Regions from separate parts of the Macaca mulatta genome. Here region 2 is linked to region 1. The links are chromatin contacts, called in public Hi-C maps. All regions are on one chromosome and are shown on one strand. The core of a region is the stretch at or near the end of the contact, and the rest is flanking DNA. Distances in the headings are between cores, read along the strand shown. Region 1 holds the start of BHLHA9 (basic helix-loop-helix family member a9). Region 2 has its middle 41 kb from the start of TRARG1.

The links. A called contact is a pair of places that touch in the nucleus more often than the background predicts.
Region 2: a contact with region 1 is called in a Hi-C map of fetal cortical plate, with 2.1 times the contacts expected there. The contact joins the enhancer-like site here to the promoter of BHLHA9 in region 1. A contact is called at or near these places in 7 of 14 Hi-C or Micro-C datasets (CD4 T cells, blood, cortical neurons and 4 more).

Annotation. Positions count from the first base shown.
Region 1 is chr16:2,818,098-2,825,065 of T2T-MMU8v2.0, forward strand. It overlaps BHLHA9 (basic helix-loop-helix family member a9), which reads left to right and starts at 3,702. Exons shown (of 1, transcript NM_001194728.2): 1 at 3,702-4,409. The coding sequence starts at 3,702. The coding sequence ends at 4,409. LOC114673031 (a long non-coding RNA gene) reads right to left here and starts at 1,456. Exons shown (of 3, transcript XR_013405889.1): 1 at 25-1,456.
Region 2 is chr16:2,867,834-2,874,801 of T2T-MMU8v2.0, forward strand. No RefSeq gene overlaps it. Among named protein-coding and RNA genes, the nearest start is that of TRARG1, 41 kb to the left of the region's middle. Within about 2 kb of position 3,593, at least 3 of the 40 cell types and tissues checked have an H3K27ac peak or open chromatin away from gene starts, as enhancers often do. A contact at or near this core is called in fetal cortical plate, where this site is marked.

The sequences.
Region 1 (6,968 bases), core at 2,452-4,951:
GCGCCGTGATTTCTCCACTGTTACCTGTTTGTTTCTTTGGGACATCACTCCAGATTCAAGTCAGGCAGTCAAGTGCCTGGACTGGTGTCTGTCCCAGTTACCAGAAATCTCTGCCACGCAGAGCCCCACCACGGAGGCTCCCTTCTCCTCAGACAGGTAGGCTGTTCAAATGCGGCATAGGAAACAGTGATAACAAAAACGTCCACCACGGTGCACGCCTGCAGTCACAGCTACTCGGGAGGCTGAGGCAGGAGAATCACTTAAACCCAGGAGGCGGAGGTTGCAGTGAGCTGAGATTGCGCCACCACACTCCAGCCTAGGCGGCAGAGTGAGACACCGTCTCAAAAAACAAAAATCACTGGTCGTGGGTGTCCTGGGTCCAAGGTGACCATATGCCCTGGCTTTCTTGTCCCCATGTCCATAGTTGGAACTTTGTAGAGAGCGTCTGAACTAAGGCTTCTGCTCTTAAAGTAGGATATGGAGATGACACCCCTTTTTGTCATCTGCGTTATCCCATTGGCACCCCCACATGTCAATTCTATTTTCCAAACAGGTGTTGACTCCATGCCCTTCTCTCACCGTCGCCTGCATAGCTCAGGCCCCCCCCTTCCTCCAGGATCTTTGCTTCCTAAGTAGAATTTGTCTTAACATTCATTCTCCACACTGCTCAAAGAGCTCTAGCGGAAATTCAAATACAACTGTCATTCCTCAGTTTAATAACCTTTTGCGGTACCCAGCTGCCTACAGGATGAAAAGCTTTTGGCAGGACGCCTGGTGATCTCCAACCTTGTCTCCCATCACGCCCTGGCCTCATATTTGGTGGTTTGGCAAAGTCACTTTCCTGTATTTTCCGCATCATCCTGTGACGGTTTACACTTCCAGGGCCTGGCACCTGCTGTTCCCTGTACCTCCTGTCTGCTTGGCAAACTGCTATTCATCCTTTGAAATCCAGTTCAGGGCCGGCGCGGTGGCTCACGCCTGGAATCCCAGCACTGTGGGTGGCCGAGGCGGGCGGATCACTTAAGGCCAGGAGGAGCTGGAGACCATCCTGGCCAACATGGTGAAACCCCGTCTCTAGTAAAAATACAAAAAATAGCTGGGCATGATGGTGGGTGCCTGTAATCCCAGCTACTCGGGAGGCTGAGGCAGGAGAATCGCTTGAACCTGGGAGGTGGAGGCTGCAGTGAGCCGAGATCGCGCCACTGCACTCCAGCCTGGGCCACAGAGCGAGACTCCGTCTCAAAAAAAAAAAGAAAAACAGAAACGTTGTTGAATGAATGCATGAAGGGGCAGAGGCTGAAATTGCGCCCCTACGTCTCCCACACTGGGCCGCGTGTGGGTCGCCCGGGAGAGGAGGAGGCTCAGGGCTTCCTGGGACCCGCTCTCTGGAGGAGGAGGGTTCCAGGCCCCCGTGGGCGGCTCCCGGACTTTCTCTCCCGGGCGTTCTGTCCTCCCTCGGGGAGCGGCGCCGGAACTTCCGGAGGAAGAGCCGGAACTTTTGAACCCCAGGCCCCGCCCGGCGCTAATAGGCACCTTCGCGGCCGCCGGCGGAGCCGCCCGACGCTAAATCACGCCGCCCCGCCCGCCCGCCGCCTCCTCCCGCCCTGGCCGAGAACTCGCGCTCCCGGGCACGGGCAGGTGCCGCGGAAATGCCGGGGCCGCCGCTCGCTTTGAAGTCGGCCGCGCCCCGCAGCGCCCGGGAGTCCCGGGTTCCAGGAGGGGGCGCTTCTCCCGGGTCCTCGGGGTTTTCACGTGGGGCCGTTTCCTGACCTGCGCGGGGAAGGGCGGGAGCGGCCGGGAAACGCCACCGGGAAACGCGCGCTGCGTGGGCATTTTCTTTGCTTTTACTTACCTTGTTTTTTGTTTGTTTTTGAGACGGAATCTCCCTCTGTCGCCCAGGCTGGAGTGCAGTGGTGCTATCTTGGCTCACTGCAACCTCCGGTTCCCGGGTTCAAGCCATTCTCCTGCCTCAGCCTCCCGAGTAGCTGGGACTACAGGCGCCGCCACCACGCCCGTCTAATTTTTGTATTTTCTTAGAGACGGGGCTTCACCATGTTGGCCAGGATGGTCTTGAACTCCCGACCTCAAGTGATCCGCCTACCTCGGCCTCCCAAAGTACTGGAATTACAGGCGTGAGCCACTGCGCCCGGCCTCTAGCTGCTTTATAATTCCACATATATTGCAGATTTGGGGGAAATAGAACCCGGGAAATGTAGATGTCCTTAGGATGGTTTCATCCTACTGGGCAAGGCAGACAATCACAGAAGTAAATACATACACTGTGCTTCCTAATGCCTTGTTATTTTCTTCTATGGAGACATTCAGTTTGAAATAATGGGGTTACTGGCAACGCTCTCTTGGCGAGATGGATGTGAACCACACACCCATTCCAATGCCACAGGCCTTGGCATTTTGGAGGCATTTGGGTTGTGACTGGGAATGAGTGGCCCTCAGGTACTCCAAATAACTCAGCTGTGGATGCCGGAAATCCCACTGGGGGTCTTTCTCTGGGAATAAACATCTTTTTTCTGAGACCCTCTTTCAAATGCAAATCCCTGGGGGAAGAGGAGAGAGGCTGCTCATTGAGTTCATAACCTGGCAGAGCTGTGTCACGAGATAGGGCTGCCCGAGGGCTCTGGACCCCAAAGATGCCCCTGATGGGGACCCAGGGCTGCAAAGGGATCTTCCCCTTCACCCTCTGCTGCCGACTCAGCCCAGCTCTGTCTGCAGAAGGGGAGTCAAAGGGCAGTGGAGGGAGAGTCAGGCCTAACCAAAACCCGAACCCCAATTGCCGCCAGCCGCACTCCATAGCTGAAAAAGCCGGAAGCTCTGGGCCAGCCTTACCTGCAGGGCCCTGCCCCTCCCATTTGAGCCCTGCTGGCACACTCGTGCTTTTCCCAATGACATCTCTGTGGTTGCCCACAGGACTTGACAAGACCTTTCAAGGTTTGTTGTTGTTGTTATGAGATGGAGTCTCGCTCTGTGGCCCAGGCTGGAGTGCAGTGGTGGGATCTCTGCTCACTGCAACCTCCGGCTTCCGGGTTCAAGCCAGCCTCCTGCCTCAGCCTCCCGAGTAGCTAGGATTACAGGCACCCGCCACCACGCCCGGCTAATTTTTGTGTTTTTAGTACAGACGGGGTTTTATATACCCTGTTGGCCAGGCTGGTCTCGAACTACTGAACTCAAGTGATCCACCTGCCTCGGCCTCCCAAAGTGCTGGGATGACAGGCGTGAGCCGGCACCCAGCCCTCTGCCACTCTTTATTTCTATCAGCTTTCCTGCTAGAAGCCAAACTTAGCACTGTATCTGGGAGTGGGGAGGAAGAATGTGGAACCCAGACACCCCACAGCAGCCCCGGAGCGAGGCAGGGCAAGGTCCCCCGTGCAGCGTGGCCGGGCTGCCGTCTGGTCCCCGCTTACAAGAACCTGCAAGCTTCCCTCCTCGCTTTCCTTCTTCCCCTCGGTTCCTCCCTCGCCGACCTACCTGGAGGCCGGTAATAATGCAGGAGGAGGGAGATGGATGGATGGGAGGGCGGGGCGCCGCGTGGTGCCATAAAGCCCAGCTGGAGGGGGCCTGTCTCGGGAGTGTCCAGCCCCAGGAGCCGGGGACCGTCCGCGTAGCGAGCCGGGGCCGGGGCAGGGGGCAGACGGCAAAGGGCAGAGGGCCGGGACTGGGGCAGAGGGTGAGGGCCCGGGGAGGCAATGCTGCGGGGCGAGCCAGGACTAGGCCTCAAGGCGCGGAAGGGGGCCGAAGGCTCTGCGGAGGACTTGGGGGGCCCCTGCCCCGAGCCCGGGGGTGATTTGGGGGTGCTGGGGGCGAACGGCGCTTCCCCTGGCCAGGGCGAGGCAGAAGAGCCGGCTGGGAGGAGGCGCGCGCGGCCAGTGCGGTCCAAGGCGCGGCGCATGGCGGCCAACGTGCGGGAGCGCAAGCGCATCCTGGACTACAATGAGGCCTTCAACGCGCTGCGCCGGGCGCTGCGGCACGACCTGGGCGGCAAGAGGCTCTCCAAGATCGCCACGCTGCGCAGAGCCATCCACCGCATCGCCGCGCTCTCCCTGGTCCTGCGCGCCAGTCCCGCGCCCCGCGAGCCCTGCGGACACCTGGAGTGCCACGGCCCAGCTGCGCGCGGGGACACCGGAGACACAGGCGCCAGCCCCCGGACGCCTGCAGGGCCCAGCCTCGCACGCCCAGACGCCGCCCACCCCTCGGTGCCGTCTGCGCCCCGCTGTGCCTCGTGCCCCCCGCACGCGCCCCCGGGACGGCCCAGCGCGGTGGCCGAGGGGCCGGGCCTAACCCAGGCCTCCTGGGGAAGCTGGCGCCGCTGTCCGGGGCCTTCCTCTGCTGGGCTGCCTCCCTGGCCGCGGGGCTACCTGCGAGCCGCTCCCAGGATGGGCCACCCGCGCTCCTGACCAGCCTCGAGGCACCAGCGGGGCTGGAGGGAGGCCGTGCTGGCAGCTGGACTACAAAAGCCGGGACTGCAAAGGCGTCCTGTACAAGAGCAGAACTGGACGGGCTGAGACCTGGCGTGAAAGAGACACGGCCTCCCTAGAGACAAGGAGCTCTGGGGCCTGAGGCTGCCCCCCACATCCCAGCCTGGGCCAGAGAGAAGGAGCTCCAGGGCCTGGGGCTGCGCCCCCGCATCCCAACCTGGGGAGGCATTTCCCAGAAAGGCTCAGGATCCTGAGCTCATCTTGGACTCGAACTCGTCTTGGAGCCACCTTCGCAGCCCTGCGCCTCCGAGCCCTGTGTGCTCTCGCTGCTTTTAGGAGAGTGAGGGCTTTGGGGCAGCAGGTGTGGGAGCGTGGGAGTGCGGGTGGGGCCTGCTGTGGTTTCGTGGGCACATGAGTGCGGAGTCCCCTTCCCCTGCCTGCGCTGCTGCCCAAGCCTGGTCCGGGAGAGGCAGCAGCAGCAGCCAAATAAAAAGGAAAAACTCATTTCTGTCCGATACCACGACTCCAGTGGGCCCAGTGGCCCAGGGTGGCAGGAACGCCTGAGGGCCCCGGGCTCGCCTTGGAACGCTGGGCGGGGCCTAAGGCCCACAGGTCGGCGCCTGGGGGAACTCGTTCATAGCAAGACCCCAGGTGTGGCTGAGCACTGTGGGGGCCCAAGGGGAGGAAAAAGACATCCAGAGACCCCCTCCCTGCGTCCCCTGGGGTGGGAGAGGGCATGATCAGGAGAGGGGTCAAGGGGGCCTGGGAGGGTAGGGATGCGGTCAGCCCCGTCTCTGGACCTGCCTGGAGTGAGCCACAGCGAAGGGAGAGTCTGGCCGGGTCTCAGGGAAGGAGGCCAAGGGCAGGGCTGAGGATTGGAGGCCTGTGAGTCCTGCGTGCATGTACCTCGAGCGACAGGCAGGAAGAACTCCCAGGGAACTGTGGCCCAGGGCGCCCATGATGAGGGGCCGACTTGGAACCCAGGAAGGATTCTGGGGAGGGGGTTGAGTGAGGGCAAAGGGGCCTCAGGTCAAGCCGGCTGAGCGAGTGAGAGGCACAGCCAGCTGCCCCGGGAGTTTTGTCCAGAGAGCTGACCTGCGTCTGAGACGAGCTGGTGTCTGGCCCGGATCAGGCTAAGGGTCTAATGCGGCAGGGGCTGCCTGCTAGGCCAGAGCCCAGAGGTGCTGGGGGAGAGCTGGGCTCTTGCCAACAGGAGAGGGAAGGGTTCTCCACAGCAGAGTGGGGATCCCACAGAAGCTAGAGAAACGCCATTAGGCATAAACCCAGGGAGAGTTTCCCAGAGCACGTGGGGTGAGGCCCACCACTACAATTAAAAATGCCTGTGCTGTCTGCAAACCCCAGCCCTGGCTGGCGCGCTCGGCATCCTGTCCCCAGCCACAGCCCTTAGGGTTCCCAATTGCACAGGAAGGCATGCCACAGACCACGGGAAGGCTTTGACTCTACTCAGCGGGGACGTGGGGTCTAGCCAGGAGCAGCAACACGTGAGATGCTGGCCCCAGCCCTGCCCGCCGAGCCCCACAGTGCCACGGGCTGCCAGTGGGAAGGAAAGAGCCAGGCCTGCCCCAGTCCAGCCCCTGCTCAGCCGCCTCTCTCAGCCTCTAGTTCCTCCCCTCTGACATGAATAATGATTCCAGGGTGGCTGTGAGGATTGTAAGTGGTTCGTAAAGGACCGTTTCTGGCACACAGAAGGTGTTCAAGGTGTTCACAAGCTGTAACTGTTTGTGTACTATTAGGATCTTATGAGAAACCAGCTTGGACAAGGCTGTAGCCGTGTTTCAGCCTCAGGTATTTATCATCTGGAAACATGATACAAGGACCAGCAAGTCCTGCTTTCCTAAATTCCAGGACTGAAAGAAATAAGGGGGCCGGGCACGGTGGTTCACCCCTGTAATCCCAGCACTTTGGGAGGCCGAGACGGGTGGATCACCTGAGGTCAGGAGTTTGAAACCAGCCTGGCCAATGTGGTGAAACCCCATCTCTACTAAAAATACAAAAATTAGCTGGGTGTAGTAGCGCACACGCCTGTAATCCCAGCTACTCAGGAGGATGAGGCATGAGAATTGCTTGAGCCCGGGAGGCAGAGGTTGCAGTGAGCCAAGATTGTGCCACTGCACTCTAGCCTGGCCAACAGAGTGAGACTCTCTCAAAAAAAAAAAAAAAGAAAGAAAGAAAGAAAAGAAAAGAAAGAAGTAAGGGTTCTACTCCCCCACCCTGTCACGCTCTCAGCCTGGAAATAGCAAGGACACTCCTGCAGGCAGAATCCTGGCGCAGCAGCCCCATGAGTTCCGTGGGAGGGATGTCACAGTTCTGGACTTCCGTCTCCTCACTGACCAGCTGAGTGATCTTGGGCCAATCACCTGGCGGCTTTGAGCCTCGGTGTTCCTATCTGTAAACGGGCTAGAATAAGTACTTACATCATAGGCTGTTTTGGAGACTAAATGGGACGATGAATTTAACGCACTAGCATAGTGCTTGGCCTATATAAACACTCACTGAGTGGAGGCTGTTCAGACATAC
Region 2 (6,968 bases), core at 2,343-4,842, 50 kb after region 1:
CAGGACTTACTGTAAAATTACAGTAATTAAGATAGAGTGGTATTTTCTCAAGGATAGAAAAATAGACCAATGGAAAAGAATGAAACATCCAGAAGATTCTGCTACCTAGACAACAGCTTCATTCATGACAAAGTGGGTGCGTCAGTACAGTAAGAAAGGATGAGGTCGGACACCGTGGCTCACGCCTGTAATCCCAGCAATTTGGGAGGCTGAGGCAGGTGGATTGCCTGAGGTCAGGAGTTCAAGACCAGACTGGCCAACATGGTGAAACCCTGTCTCTACTAAAAGTACAAAAATTGGCCAGGCATGGCAGCACACGTCTGTAGTCCCAGCCACTAGGGAGGCTGAGGCTGGAGAATCGCTTGAACCCGGGAGGCGGAGCTTTCAGTGAGCCGAGATCATGCCACTGCACTCCAGCGTGGGTGACAGGGCAAGACTCTGTTTCAAAAAAAAAAAAAAAAAGGATGACCTTGTCATAGGGTGCTGGATCAATTGTATATCCATATGGAAAAATGAATCTTGACCCCTGCCTCAAATTATACATGATAATTAGTTGCAGAATATTTATAGTTCTAAATTGAAAAGCAAAATAATACAGCTTCTAGAAAAAAAAACACTGGGGACTATCTTCATGGCAATGGGGGCAGGCAAAGATTCCTTAACAGGATACAAAACACTGCCCACAAAGGAAAAACATGGATAAATTGGGTTACATTAAAATTCGTAACTTCTATTTATCAAAACCACCATTAAGAAAGTAGAATGACAAAGGCCGAGTGTGGTGGCTCACGCCTGTAATCCCAGCACTTTGGGAGGCCGAGGCGGGCGGATCACAAGGTCAGGAGATCGAGACCACGGGGAAACCCTGCCTCTACTAAAAATACAAAAAACTAGCCGGGCGTGGTGGCGGGCGCCTGTAGTCCCAGCTACTCGGGAGGCTGAGGCAGGAGAATGGCAGGAACCCAGGAGGCGGAGCTTGCAGTGAGCCGAGATCGCGCCACTGCACTCCAGCCAGGGGGAGAGAGCGAGACTCCGTCTCCAAAAAAAAAAAAAAGAAAGTAGAATGACAAAGGCCGAGTGTGGTGGCTCACGCCTGTAATCCCAGCACTTTGGGAGGCCAAGGCGAGCAGATCACCTGAGGTCCGGAATTCGAGACCAGCCTGGCCAACACGGTGAAACCCCATCTTTACTAAAACACAAAAACTTAGCTGGGCATGGTGGCGGGTGCCTGTAATCCCAGCTGCTCGGGAGGCTGAGGCAAGAGAATTGCTTGAACCCAGGGGGCGGAGGTTGCAGGGAGCTGAGATTGCACAGCCTGGGCAACAGAGCAAGACTCCATCTCAAAAACGAGAGAGACAGAGAGAATAACCGAGTAAAACATGGGTGTTTGTAGAGTGTGCCACTACGAAATAGTGGTTCTCCACATTTGGCCTGCATCAGAACCACTGGGAAGCTGGTTAAAACGATGGCTGGGTTCCACCTGTCTGTCCACACAGAACATAGCTTGCATGTCCCCCACTTAGCTGCCTTTATCAAAGTTAAAGATGTTAAAGACCTCTGAAATGTTCTCTCCTCTCTCACATCAGTGAGGGGGAACAAAAGAGGCCCAGTTTCTGGCTATTAGGACAAACCCAAGGATCTCTCTTATGTCAGGTCAGCTGACTTTGCTGATATGAGCATTTTCTCACATAACCCTGACATTAGAGCATAATTATGGTAGCCATCCTTATCGCCACTTTACAGAGGAGGAATTGACCACCAGCTGGGTTAACTGCAAAGTCACGCTGCTGGGCTAAAGCAGAAATGACATTCAAGCCCACATCTCTGATCTGGGTCTGATGCTCCCTCCTCCATAGCCAGCTGCCTCCCACAGTGTCAGGCATGCTCTTCCCTCCTCTCTACCCATCCAGGAACTACCAAGCTCCAGGTCCAAGACCAGCCTGACCAACGCGGCAAAACCCCATCTCTACCAAAAATACCAAAAAATTTGCCAGGCGTGGTGGCAGATGCCTGTAATCCCAGTATAATTATGGTAGCCGTCTGAGGCCCCCTTTCTCCAGAAAGCAAATATGGTCACTCAAAGCTAGATGTTTTTGCTTGATGTGAATATTCTATTGTTTAGCTACGTGATGTGCTTCTGGATGTTAAAAGCTCAGTTCTGAACTGTCTCCTTAGGCAGCAGCTGTTTCTGTGGCTAATTGGCTGTCTGGGGAGGCAGATGCAGCAGCAGCAAGAAAATACTGATCTTTCAGCCAAGACACTTAGAAAGAGCCGGGATACCCTGTTCCTCCATGAATCAGCTTTTTTTTTTTTTTTTTTTTGAGACGGAGTCTCGCTCTGTCGCCCAGGCTGGAGTGCAGTGGCGCGATCTCGGCTCACTGTAACCTCCATCTCCCGGGTTCAAGTGATTCTCCCACGTCAGCCTCCCGAGTAGCTGGGACTACAGGTGCTCGCCACCGCACCCATCTAATTTTTTTTTGCATTTTTAGTAGAGACGGGGTTTCACCGTGTTAGCCAGGATGGTCTTGATCTCCTGACCTTTGATCCATCCGCCTCAGCCTCCGAAGGTGCTGGGATTACAGGCGTGAGCCACCGCGCCCAGCCAATTTTTTGTATTTTTAGTAAAAACAGGGTTTCACCATGTTGGTCAGGCTCCAATTCCTGACTTCAGTTAATCCACTCGCCTCGGCCTGCCGAAGTGCGGGGATCACAGGCGTGAGCCACCGCACCCGGCCGCATCAGCATTTTTGAAACACCTGCTTATGACTTTGGCAGAACCCGATGGGAGGTATAGATTCTTCTATAGTGCTGGTGGTCTGAAGCTATTCAGCACCAAGGCCAGTGACCCAAACCCCAAGGAGTCTAAGAAGCCAGACGCGGTGGCTCACGCCTGTAATCCCCGCACTTTGGGAGGCCGAGGCGGGCGGATCACCTGAGGTTGGGAGTTCGACACCAGCCTGACCAACATGACGAAACCCGTCTCTACTAAAAATACAAAAAAATTAGCTGGGCGTGGTGGCGGGCGCCTGTAGTCTCAGCTACTCGGGAGGCTGAGGCAGGAGAATCGCTTGAACCCAGGAGGCAGAAGTTGCAGTGGGCCGAGATCGCATCACTGCACTCCAGCCTGGGCGACAGAGTGAGACTCCCTCTCAAAAAAAAAAAAAAAAAAAAAAAAAGCCATAAAGCAGAAATTCTCAACCCCGGCTGCAGATTGGAAGAGCTTAAACACACACACACACACACACACACACACACACACACACACACACACACACACGGAACATGTGTCTGGGTTCCACCTTAGTCTAATTGGATCAAAACTGGATCAACAGCACTCTGGAAGTAGATTCCGGCATTGCTGCTGCTGTTTTTAAAGCCCCGCTTTTGCAGGTGATGCTAATATATTAAAAGGATTGCGCATGCCTGCAGTAATGGACTGACAAACAGGAGGTGGAGTGTTCCAAAGAACAGGTAGCACCGTGGGAACCATGAGACTTTAAGTCTAAAAGGAACCTTGCAAAGGTCGTCATCCGCCTCCTCCGCCCTGCTTCCGGGGTCATCTGCCGCCTCCGCTCTGCTTCCGGGGTCATCTGCCGCCTCCGCTCTGCTTCCGGGGTCATCTGCCGCCTCCATGCTGCTTACATGAAAACTATTCTTGGCACGCTCTGAAGGGGTGACTGTACCCTCCACTCCGGAGTCGTCTCGCTTGGCTTCTCTTCTTTTTGTATCCACAAGTTCAAGAAATAGCCCAGACATTCTGCTCAGCAAATTGGAGCACTCGACGGGGCTCAGTTCATAAAACACACACACACACACTCACACTCAGAAGCCACAAGTCTGCAGATATCACAGCAGTCTGGCAGTTGGAGACTGTATCCTGCTTTCAAGATTTTTTAAAAGAAAAATCAAGTGTTGCTTGGTTATTTTAATGCGATAAAAATTGGAAACCACTTTACAGTTAAAAATAGGATGTTGGCTATCTTTGAAAAGTTAATTAATCAGGGGTTGGGCGTCTGCATAATAAAATTCAATGCAGCCATTACAAAGTATGCTTCATATGAAAGTTTAATGACACGAGAAGCTATGCATGCTGTTACATGAAAAATGGATGTACCATATGATCCCAATTAAAAAAAAAATGCTTGTTTTTAGACATGTAAAACAAAAATATGCAGTGTTAACAGCTATTATAGCATATTAGGGAAACATAATTTTTATTTTCCTTGTATTTTTTTATTTTTCTATTTGATCCTTTTTTTTTTTTTTTTTTTTTTTTTTTGAGACAGAGCCTCACTCTTGTCACCCAGGCTGGAGTGCAATGGCACGATCTTGGCTCACTGCAACCTTTGCATCCCGCATTCGAGCGATTCTTCTGCCTCAGCCTCCCAAGTAGCTGGGATCACAGGTGCCTGCCACCATGCCTGGCTAATTTTTATATTTTTAGTAGAGACAGGGTTTCACCATGTTGGCCAGGTTGGTCTCGAACTCCTGACCTCAAATGATCCACCCACCTCGGCCTCCCAAAGTGCTAGGATTACAGGCGTGTGCCACCGCGCCCGGCCTCGATCCATATTTTCTATAATAAACACACATTGATTTTGTCAGAAAAAAATGTAATAAAAAATGCTTAGATGCTGAACCAGTGAATTGATCCATAAAAATTTGCCATTTTCAACAGAAGATTGGTGGGAGCCTGGGCTACAATAAAATTTCATACCATAATCAAAGACATTCAAATAATAACAGTATAGATTCTTCCCTGGAATAAACAACTTTTTTTTTTTTTTTTTGAGACAGAGTCTCGCTCTGTTGCCCAGGCTGGAGTGCAGTGGCGTGATATCTCCACTCACTGCAAGTTCCGCCTCCCAGGTTTATGCCATTCTCCTGCCTCAGCCTCCCCAGTAGCTGGGACTACAGGCGCCCGCCACCACGCCCGGCTAAGTTTTTGTATTTTTTAGTAAAGTCGGGGTTTCACCCTGTTAGCCAGGATGGGTGGACCTCGTGATCCACCCGCCTTGGCCTCTCAAAGTGCTGAGATAAAGGCGTGAGCCACCGCGCCTGGCCATAAACAATTTCTTTAAGGCAAATGTCCACATTTCCTTGGAGTTAAATATTAATCTGATAGAACTCAGCCTAGGAGATGAAATTTAGTTTATGTGAAATTTTTATGAACTAATAAATGGGCTGGATCAAACAGCAGGACCAGAATAGAGTCACAAAGAAGTCTTACAAGATTAAGCATTTACTGTGAATTCTCCATTGCTTTCTTAAAAGGGTATGAACTTGGATGAGGCACTTACCTACCTCACGTCTATGGCACGGCACCTACACGCCTGCACCGTGTCCCGGGTGGGAAGCGGCGCTGGAAGCAGAAAGTGGCTGTGAGAAGAGAAATTAGCAAGACCCTCATCCAAGGCGAACTGGGAGAGCCACTCTTGGGTTCTTTTTGCATAGGTCACCTTCAGCAGGAAGTTTAAAAGCCGGAACCATATTCAGTTAAATATAAATATCAAGTCGTGCTTGATGGGGCTTCAGAGGAGCCAAGGCCCAGATGCCATAGTTGCCAACTGTGCACCACCATAAATGATTGAATATAACCCAAGGTACAGGGCTCACACTCCATTAATGGTTCAGTGCTCCCATCTCCTACCAAAGTGGAGCTTCTGAAGTGTTCATGGCGAAACAGAACAGTCTCCATCCGTCCATTAAGAAACATGCTTTCAGTACTGATGTTTTCAAAGCAACCTATTACTCTGATGAAAAATATAATTCAAATGATTTAAAAATGCAATCTGGGCTGGGCATGGTGGCTCATGCTTGAAATCCCAGCACTTTGGGAGGCCGAGGCAGGAGGATCACTTGAGGTCAGGAGTTCGAGACCAGCCTGGCCAACATGGCGAAACCCCGTCTCTACTAAAAATACAAAAATTAGCCTGGTTTGGCCAGGTGTGGTGGCTCACGCCTGTAATCCCAGCACTTTGGGAGGCCGAGGCGGGTGGATCATGAGGTCAGGAGATCGACACCATCCTGGCTAACATGGTGAAACCCCGTCTCTACTAAAAATACAAAAAATTAGCCGGGCATGGTGGCGGGCACCTGTAGTCCCCGCTACTCGGGAGGCTGAGGCAGGAGAATGGCATGGACCCGGGAGGCAGAAGCTGCAGTGAGCCGAGATCGCGCCACTGCACTCCAGCCTGGGCAGCAGAGCGAGACTCTGTCTCAAAATAAATAAATAAATAAATATCCAAAATTAGCTGGGCGTGGTGGCACATGCCTGTAATCCCAGCTACTCAGGAGGCTGAGGCAGGAGAATCGCCTGAACCCAGGAGGTGGAGGTTGTAGTGAGCCAAGATCCTGCCATTGCACTCCAGCCTGGGCAACAAGAACAAAACTCCATCTCAAAAAAACAAAAACAAAACAAAAAAAACCAGGGGTGAGCCACCATGCTCTTGTGTGTGTTAGGTCTAATGTATGAAGCAAAGTGCTGGCCAGACATCTCATGGGTTAACGCACCACCACACATGGTCACAAACAGCAGGGAGCTGCACCATATCCTTGAACAGAGCGATGAGATGACAGGTTGCACGCTGCTGAGGAAGATAAGGCGGCAGCTCTGTGCAGGGTGGGTTGAGGGGCTTACACGAGAGGCAGGGCACCGGCTCAGAGGTGGCCAGCACTGAGTCAGGTCGAAAACAACGGGACCCCAGCCAGCAGAGCACGCAACAGGGGATAGAACGGGAAACGGAGAGGATGCGAGGGCCTGTTCCAGGGTGAAAAACACACACTGCCATATTCATTTAGTAAAAAGTTGTCACTTTTTGGGAAAGGATTTTTTTTGTGTTTTTTGTTTTTGTTTTTTGAGATGGAGTCTTGCTCTATTACTCAGGTTGGAGTGCAGTCGCGTGATCTTGGCTCGCTGAGACCTCCGCCTCCCGGGTTCAAGTGATTCTCCAGCCTCAGCCTCCTGA